3 separate regions of the Mus musculus genome follow, and regions 1 and 3 are each linked to region 2. Evidence: chromatin contacts called from public promoter capture Hi-C data. All regions are on one chromosome and are shown on one strand. The core of a region is the stretch at or near the end of the contact, and the rest is flanking DNA. Distances in the headings are between cores, read along the strand shown.

Evidence for each region. Promoter capture Hi-C pulls out the DNA fragments that hold promoters and counts their contacts.
Region 1: a promoter capture Hi-C map of stem cell-derived epiblast-like cells shows a contact between it and region 2, with 3 times the contacts expected there. The contact joins the promoter of Grap here to the promoter of Aldh3a1 in region 2. A contact is called at or near these places in 13 of 39 promoter capture datasets (the 3T3-L1 cell line, 3T3-L1-derived adipocytes, cranial neural crest and 8 more), 2 of 115 datasets of contacts at active chromatin or transcription factors (large pre-B cells and pancreatic cancer cells) and 3 of 9 other capture datasets (embryonic stem cells, liver and macrophages).
Region 3: a contact with region 2 is called in a promoter capture Hi-C map of embryonic stem cells. The contact joins the enhancer-like site here to the promoter of Aldh3a1 in region 2. A contact is called at or near these places in 10 of 39 promoter capture datasets (the C10 cell line, the HPC-7 cell line, cranial neural crest and 6 more), 4 of 484 Hi-C or Micro-C datasets (LSK cells, cranial neural crest, differentiating embryonic stem cells and 1 more) and 2 of 115 datasets of contacts at active chromatin or transcription factors (cardiomyocytes and trophoblast stem cells).

What each region holds. Positions count from the first base shown.
Region 1 is chr11:61,652,049-61,655,058 of GRCm38.p6, reverse strand. Grap (GRB2-related adaptor protein) reads right to left here and starts at 1,738. Exons shown (of 5, transcript NM_027817.3): 1 at 1,635-1,738. The coding sequence starts at 1,712.
Region 2 is chr11:61,207,022-61,210,145 of GRCm38.p6, reverse strand. Aldh3a1 (aldehyde dehydrogenase family 3, subfamily A1) reads right to left here and starts at 1,404. Exons shown (of 11, transcript NM_001112725.1): 1 at 1,365-1,404.
Region 3 is chr11:61,528,089-61,531,156 of GRCm38.p6, reverse strand. The region is part of intron 7 of Epn2 (epsin 2); the gene reads left to right. Among named protein-coding and RNA genes, the nearest start is that of B9d1, 24 kb to the right of the region's middle. Within about 2 kb of position 1,611, at least 55 of the 459 cell types and tissues checked have an H3K27ac peak or open chromatin away from gene starts, as enhancers often do. A contact at or near this core is called in differentiating embryonic stem cells, embryonic stem cells, neural progenitor cells and 1 more, where this site is marked.

The DNA of each region.
Region 1 (3,010 bases), core at 489-2,988, 440 kb before region 2:
CCTGGTGCTTGTCAAATGAGTGAAGGGGGAAGCTGCACCCCAAGGCCTGCCAACTACCCATAGCCTCTTGTGCTTTCCTTCCGCTCCCTCACTGAAAGCCGACTGTGCACACTGCTCCCGCCTTGTGCCTTCAGGTCCCCCAAATTCTCATGACTTATGATGCATACCCCCTCCTCTTTCTCAGTAGACTCTTAGCAAAGTGATGCCCGGCTTGTTGGAAGGCTGTGAAGGAGGAGGCTATCACTCTGCACAGTAGGTGCCCCAGGGACTGTACTGGTCCCTCTGAGCCCAGGCCAGAATCTTCTACACAGCATTCCTACTTTTTAATAGGCCAGCTACCCTCCAGCCTCAAGTGTGTGTGAAAGATATGGCCCATGCTGGTTTCCAGAGTAGCTGAGGCCTCTGAACTGAACTTGGATCTGGACAGTCTCCCACCCCAGGTCTTTCTGAGGCCAAACTGGTTGAGTGTGCATAGGACCCAGAGCCAACAACTTAGGTAGATACACCAGCACCTTAGCTTGAAGAAGGGGGTGCACAAAGGTATGTGGTTGCTTTAGGACCCCAGCTTAGAGCTTTAGACACCCAGGGGACCGAACAAAGAAAGGCTCAAGAATTAAAGCAATGGAGATTGGCTCACACTACACTACACTACACTACACTACACTACACTACACTACACTACACTACACTACACTACACTACACTACACACGTACAGACACCTTGCTGAGCCTCGCTCACTGCAGCCAAGCCATGGTCTTCCACAGCCAGGAGATCCACACTGAGCCTGGGACCCATGTACAGGATAGCTCTAAAGAGTCTGTCTCCGTGCTTGAATCTTCGAGCCAGGGCTCAGGGTGGTAGCCATCTAGCCCTGTGTCTGTTGCTCCAGGGGGTCACAATAGGGGCAGTGGAGGGCACAGGATGGGCCACTAGCATTCCAGTGTCCATGGTTCAGCATGGCCACTCTCCTGTGCCCCCTCAGCTCTCCTGTCATATGCAAACTTCTAAGTAAGGGCATCCCCGGTAGAGATTTCACACACTCGTGTGTCTAATGACTTGGAAGACAACCACTGTGAGTGAAAGTGGCTCAGGTGAGAACAAATGAAGTATAGCGTTCTATTTCTCCTTTCCCATCAATACAGCTTAATCTCAGCTATTTTAGCCCAATTAAGTTAGAATGTCTGCTTATTTTAGACTCTCTCTCTGTCTCTCTGTCTCTCTCTGTCTCTCTCTCTCTCTCTCTCTCTCTCTCACACACACACACACACACATACACACACTCTTACACACACACACGATTTCTACCTCTGTGTCTCTCTGTTTCTCTCTGTGTTACTGATCTCAAAATTTGTCTATTAAACTTTTCTTTAAAAACAAACAAACAAAACCCTAGAAAACAGTGGGATTTAGGCAACTCCCACCAGACTCTGTGGCCTCAGACTCTCAAATGACCCCAAAGGAAGGATCAGTAATAAATACTATTCCACTTTCCTAAATGAGGAAACTGAAGAGGGTAGAGGCAGCTAACCTGAGCCTGTCCCTCACAGCCCAGACTCCCAGGACTCTCTGAGGTGCTGGTTCTAACCCTACCAACCCTGTTGGCCCACTCAGCCCAGCTCCAGCCTTCTGTACCTTAAGCGTGTCCCCCTTGTTGAAGGCCAGCTCGTCACTCTCGGTAGCCTGGAAGCTGTACAGGGCCACGGACTCCATCCCACTGTCCCTGGGCTTCAGCCGAGGACCCAGCAGCTACAGCTTCCTGCTTCCTGCAGGAGAGGACCACTTCCTTTGTTTTGAGTATTTGTTCTTTTGAAGCTGCAGCCGGAAACTGCCCTTGATGGGGGAGAAACAGGAAGCAAAGACATGTCACCCTTGTCATAGCTCAGAGAGGGTGTGCTCATAAACCCACTTTGGCTGTGGGGGAGTCCCCATTAGGACGATGCAGAGCTGTCTCGTGCTTGGCCTCTGTCTCTCAGCCTTCACATTTCTTATCTGTTTTAAATGGAGTTTCTATTGCTGTGAAAAACACCAAAACCAAAAGTGACTTGGGAGGAAAAGGTTTATTTGGCTTAGATTATAGTCTATCAGGAAAGCCAAGGCAAGAACCTGGAGGCAGGAACTGAAGCAGAGACCACGGAGGGACACTGCTTACTGGCTTGCTTCCCATGGCTTGCTCAGCCAACTTTCTTATACACCCAGAGCATCTGCCCAGGGGTGGAACTTCCCACAGAGAACCAGACTCATCCACACCAGTCATTAGTCAGGAAAACGTCCCCACAGACTTGTCCACAAGCCAATTCTCAACTCAAGCTGCCTCTGGCTTGTGTCAAGTTGAAAACAACAACAACAACAAAAAACCAAACAAACAAAAAAACAAACAAACAAAACAACTAAGCAGGACAACTGCTGATACCTGTAGCGAGATTCCTAAGCACCCACCACCTCAAACCCAAATTCCAGCCTACGTTCAAGACACTTCCAACCGTCTCCTCTCACCTGCTCCACACAGCTCCCTCATGTACCCTTTTGGGTATTCCACTACAAGCAAACTCCAGGCTGGAGAGCCATTGTGGTGGGCACACCACCTTTTCCTACTTGCCCAGGAAGCTCCTATTCACCTATGAAAACCTCACTAATAAGGCCCCTGTTGTGCTTTAAACATCGAGTACCACCTGAGCTTTCTGTAGCTTGTGGTCTGAAGGCATTACAGCTCTGCGATTGTTAAGGGAAGGCTGTGACACTGATGCAGACAGCAGTCTGGTGAGTACTAGGGGGTAAAGCACAACACGGAGAAACACAGCTATACATTTGCAACCACATGGAACCACAGAGAGCCAGTATTCTCCAAACACACAGGGACAGCTAAAGAACCCAGGCTGTGGGATGGGTACCAGATGGATCCAGATGAAGCCAGATTTTTATTTTATTTTATTTCATTTATTTACTTATTTTTAGTTTTATTTCTAAATTATTTTTTATTATTTATTTAGTTAGTTAGTTAGTTTTTCGAG
Region 2 (3,124 bases), core at 155-2,654:
AGAGGCATCCAGGGTTCAAATCTGGACATGCCACGCCCCTTTCCTTGTGATCCACCAGGAGACCGGACAGTGCCTTCACTGGGCCAGTTTGTCCTGCCAGCCGGTGGGCCAGGTCCTTCCTGATAGCCAGAGCTTCAAGCAGAGCCACACAGCCTCAGCCACTAAACACAAAGGTAGGGTCCTCGGAGGAGAAGGGCCTCGTGTGAATGCAGCTGGACAGGGCTGGGCTTGCCCCTCCATGTCGTCTCTCAAAACTAAGTGGGCTTTAAGGAACTAGGTCCCTGGGCCCCCTCTGTGAGGCAGTTAACCACGGTGCTGTCTGCGGAGTTACTGACCGTTGGGTGGAGCCACATTTGATGCTGCACCTGGCACCTGAATGGGACACAAGCCGGCTTTCCTCTCTCAGAACCAGCCAGCCTTAAAGGTTATACCCGCCTTCCAGACCCGTTCACACTCAGCGCCTTCTCCCCACTCCCTTCAGTTTCAGAAAACCGCCATAGTGGAGCTGGTGAGATGGTTCAGTGGGTGAAGTCCTTGCTTGGAAAGCATGAGAACCCAAGTTTGGGTGCCAAGATGCCAAATAAAGCTAGATGTGGGTGCACATTTCTGAAATCTCACAACTCCTGCTATAAGATGGGGGCCAGAGACAGGAGACTCCCTGGAACCTCACAGGCCAACTGTCTTGGTGTACCTGGATAGCAGTCAATAATAAAGAATAGACCCTGCCTTGAACAAAGTAGAAGGCAGGGACTGACAACCAAGGCTGTCTACTGACCTGCACACATGTCATGGCACATATACCTGTATGGTGCACGCACACACACACAGAAACACACACACACAGACACACACATGAGGGAAGGTGGAGAAAGAGGAGCAGAAAAGAGAGAGATTGATTTTTAAATGCACCCTAATAGTGGTCACGAAAAAAGGTCAGTTATGCGTCTGTTCCACGGGTGAGAAGAGTAGGACTGATGGCATTAAGCATGCTGCCTTTGCCCTCACAGGTGACAAGCACTGAAATCAGGCTGCTCCCAAGTTGCACACACTCAGCTACTCAGCCCTGCCGCCTTTCTAGGGGCTGAGAGGCTTGGCAGGGCACAGGTCTCTCACCCAAAGGACACCTCTGTTCCTGTGTCTTTGAGGGTCTCTGGGACTCTCTTGGTCCAATGTCGGAAGGTGACAGACCTCTGGTGCTTGGCATTCAGTGCACCCAGTCAGGAAATGCTGACCTGTCAGAGTCTGGACTAGTTGCCCTCAGAGTGGACGCAAGTCTCAGCCTTTCAAAGTCCTCGCTCCAAGCAGGCTATATGTACTTGTCTGCTCCCATCTAGAGACGAAGTAAGAGAGATGGGGTAGGTTACCTTCTACACAGTCCTCTCCAGCAGCTGGAACTCCTGGAATAAGCAAGAGCCAAGAGAGAACACATTTAAGGACCCTTCTCCCCGCCCACTTGGACCTCAGAGTCCTTCCCCAGGAAGTTCGCGTGACGAAGATAAAACAATATTCAAATGTGGGTGCAGCATAATCCAGACCTCTGCTTCACACGGGTTTTGAAGATTGTGTCTTGGGCTGTCTGTTTTGTTCTGTTCTGAAATGCAAGATGGGCCTGTGAAAGTTTGTGTGGGCTCTTAGCCAGCCCTCAAAAGAAGCCTGTGTTTGCCCTGGGCGTGGGGGCCACTGAGTAATCCAGCCTGGCATGGAGTTCATGCTTTTCCTGCTTTTGCCAGATGCTGGTCCCTGCGTCCCCTGTTATGTAAGGTCTACAGCGTGTAAGCCGCAGTCACGCAGTTGTGGGCACAGCACCCAAGAAAGGCAGAAAAATCACATCCCACTCTGTCACCGCCGTATGCACAAGGGTCCCACTGAGGCACAGACACAACCTACTGGTTGGAGATGTCTAAAGGCATCCCCAGTAGTAAGTGGATCTGTTCCCTCAAAGATTAGTGGAAAACATGGCCAGGCCCCACCAGAACTGCCAGGAATTTCCTCTCTGTATCACCCAGGGAGGACAGAACCTGGAAGTCCCTTTCTGTATGTTTAGCCAGTGTTCTCTGAGCCCCTGGCCTGTGCCACACTGTGGTGTATAGGGTGACATGAGTCACCACCATCGGCACAGCCCACAACTGCTCTGTCACGGGGCTCCTCGACCTCTTTCTACCAGGCCCCTTTGCCCTCTCACCCACCCACTGTTTTTGCATTTCAGTTCTCTGAAAGGACAAGTTCCCACCAAGCCTGTGTTCTTGCTCTCCCCGAAATCTGCACACGCCATGGCTCTGCTCCAACATCATATCACATAGCAACACTTTGTCCTGTCAGTCTTTTCCTCCAGAGCAGCTATGCCCTCTGGCACCCTGTGTCTACAGTTATCGGTAATAAGATTATAATGGAGTTGGAAATTTCTCTTGTCCGTTGGTTTTGTGCCATAGCAGCGGCTGCAGCAAGGCACAACACACACATTCCAGTAACCAACACCTGGGGCTAACTACTGACTTAGTGCCTTTTGCATTTGCTCTTTACCTTATCATAAAGGGTCCCCCTCTGATCATCACAAGGAAAGGAGAGGAGAAAGGAAAACAGCGTGCCACATGAGGCCAGCAGCTGCCCATGCATACCGTGGTTACCACATAATTTCCTCTTCTTGACCTAATTTTGTGCTACTTTGTTCATGGTGGCCCTGGAGCAGTGGCTGAGCTGTGTAGTAAGTCTACACCAGCCCTGTCTGTTTAAGTGTGTTTTATGATATCCGCACAGAGGCAAAATTGCCTGCTGAAAACATACCCTTGTAGTTAATTAACACAGCAGTTTTGTGCTGGCTGCTACTTGCCTCTCTTTCTGGCCCTCCCTCACCAAACAGAACTGGATCTGCTATGGGCTGGAAATCTGAGAAGTGAACACTTAGTAAACATTTGCTAAATGGTGAAATAAAGAAAACACAAATTTCAAAACACCGTGAAAAGTAGTAATGATGGGGGTGTGCATTAGTGATGGGGGTGTGCATTAGTGATTGGTGGAGGTCTGCATTAGTGATGGGGTGTGCATTAGTGATGGGCGTGTGTATTTGTGATGATGAGGGTGTGCATAGGGACACCCCAAGGCAGAGACAGGTCTTCAGACAAGGAAC
Region 3 (3,068 bases), core at 362-2,861, 320 kb before region 2:
AAAGAGTAGAGTATAGGCAGCTGTGGAAGTGTTGTGGTGCTCTGGGGATAGTCGGCTTTCCAGGACTGGCTTTGATGCTTTCTTCTCCCAGATCTGTAACACAGTCTTTTTGTTGAGTGACCATTATCCAGGCCCAGCTATAGAGAATTCCTAGTGGGTCGGACCAGGGTCGCATACAGAGGCTGTGACAGGGAGCCTGAGTAGGACACGGCCTGCTGTGGGAACAGGTACCAAGAGCTCTGTTTGGATATGTCCTTTGCTTGCTCTTCAAATGGAGATGAAATTTGCCATTCCGACTATTTAACAAAACTGGAATATTTAACAAAACAAAACAATAAACCCCACACATTCACAGAGCTGTATAACTATTGTTACTAGGTAGAATGGAACTTGTTTCCATTACTCCAGAAAGAATCCATACTCAACTCCTAGCCACCAGCTTGCTATTATTATGCCTTGGTTCATGAAGACTTGTTTGATGTGGACATTATCATATTATTAGCAAAGTCACATTACTGTGGCCTTCATTTGTTGGCAGCATGTCTGCAATATAGTAGGTGTTTAGTCTTTTCCTGGCCAGAAGTATCCCCTGTGGATGTGGCAACTCATGGTACACTCTCCTCCCATTGGACATTTGCATTGTGTTTAGTTCCTGGCCATTGTGAATCTAATTTTCAAAAGAGAAGATTGAACTAAAGCCCAAATGATCACTATCTGTTTTTACATGGTGGTGAGGATTAAAGCTATCCTGAACAAGGGTGCTGCTCATGGTCGGCTCCTTGAGGCTGGTCCCTGTGCCTGTTCTCTGTGGACCTGCCCACTCTCGGCTCCCACACAGTTGACACTTTTACTGGTGACTGGAGGAATACACAGATCACCAAAGCCCAGAAATGTCCCCTCCCCACCTCTCCCCGCCAGCTCAGAGCTTGTGGTAGGACATCTTAGATTGCTGGGAGGTTGTGCACCCTGATAAGTTAAAGTGTATCCTTCCAGCATGGAGATAGCTGTTGGTAAAATCTGAACTACCTATCCACTTCTTTCCCCCTTACATTGTGTAACCGAATTGAGGTCACATTGTGTATTGTTACGCTCAGACACACATACATTTCCCAACTTGTGCTGTGCTGTGTATGTGCCCCATGTAGGTGTCATTGGAAACCGTGGTAGTACTCATTTGTGTGGTATGGGTTGGCACTTTGTGGTTGGGCCACTAGCTCTTTAGCAGCTATGTGTCCTGTGTAGGTGCTATTGAAAAATGATGCTGAAGTCACTGTGTTCTTTGGGTTTGGCCCCAGCTACTTGACCCAGGCAGGTGTTTTGCTTCTTGAAGCTCTGAGCTGGCTCCAGAGCAGGCCTGTGATATGGGCTTACTGCTTAGCCTCTGCTAAAACTGAGTGGCTAAGAGCCACTCCTCAGTCCCAGGATACTCATAATTATTAAAGTCTCTTCCCACAGCACAGAGCCACTCTCTGCATGAAAGGAATGCTTTTCTGAAAGCCACCATTTGTAGTGGGTCCTGTTATTACCAGTTCTTTCCAAGCAGCACTGGGGACTGCTGAGCCAAGTGGCCTTGGGAGGAAATGCTAAGAGCCCAGAGGAGGGAAGTTGGAGCCTGCCAGGTCAGCGGGGCACTTCCTCCTCTGTTCTAGATACACAAAGCTGCCACCTGGTCTGAAGAGGCCTCACAGCCTGTTAATTCAGAAGGCCTTGGCTGGCTTGTCACCCTTACAGTCTACCCACCTACCAGAGCCAAGGCCAGGACTGAGCCTAAGTTCCGCCTGCCGGTAGCAGGTGTGCTCTGGCTTCTTGATGACCCCAGTATGGACTGTGACTGCCGGCTGTGCACATGAATATTCATTTATCCACTGGGCTCCATGTGAATGGATCTACAGAGGAGGCGGAAGCTGCTGTCTCTCTGAACTTGGTTCCATTCTCCTTTCTACTCACTTGAGCTTTAAATAAGCCTTTATTTATTGGGTGTGTGGCATGGCAGGACCTACTGATGCCAGACCCTGAAGGTATAGAAGAGCCTTGTGATGGCCTCATTGCCCTTTCTCTCTCCTAAGGGCGGCGGGCCAGCCTCGTGTCTGCTGCTTTCCTGTGGAGTTAGGGGTTAGGGGTGGCACTCTCTTTACAGAGTGATTGAAGCAGACTGCTGGCTACAGGACTACCTGCTTGTGACTATGGTTTCTATTCATTTGGCACTAAATTCAGCCCATCAGCTTTCAGAGTCCCCGTTACACACACCTTGGACTTGCAGTGTTACTTGCAGAATGGAGACTTGACAGCTCATTTGGGTTCAACTGTTTATCCCTGATGATCTATGTCATTTGGGATTGGCAAGGGTTTGAGCTGAGCATGCATTTATTTCATTCTCTGTTCAGAGCTCTGAGTTTTGATTACTTTGTCCCCACTGGCTCTCCATGCTGCTGGCTCAGGAGGAGTGTTGCAGGTATCCAGACTGGTGGTGGGTAGCTGGGGTAATAAGCTCCAGGTCTTGAACTGTGAGGTATAGGCAGCCTATCCTCTCAGACTCCTAATCTTTGCATTGTCTTATTCTGCCTGAGAAACTTTATCTATAAAGATTTATTTCATTTTTCTTTGTTTGTGTATGCCACAAGTGTAGGGGTGCCTGTGGAAGCCAGACGAAGGCATTGCATTCCCTGGAGCTGAAAGTACAGTACAGGTTGTGAGCCACTTGATGTAGGTTCTGGGAATCAAATTTTATCCTCTGGAAGAGCGTCAATCACTTGTAACTGCTGAGTTATCTCTCCAGCTCCACTCTTCTTAAAGACATGGGGTGGGTGTCTGTTTATGGAGATGTGGTCATCTTATTCTCAGAATCCCCTCTTGCCCTGTGTTCTGGCTCCTGGCTTTCTATTGTCTTCAGGTTGGTACAATGATTTGTTTCTTCTTAGAGGCAGGGACCATCCCAGGGCTTGGCTGGAGGAATGCTAATCAAATTGATAGGGTAGAGTAAGACAACTATGCAAGAAGCTTGGGGTGTTATGTGTTTGAGCTAGGTGGCTCTTGCCTGAGAGGGCCTTGGGCAGGGCTCTTGTGTGTTA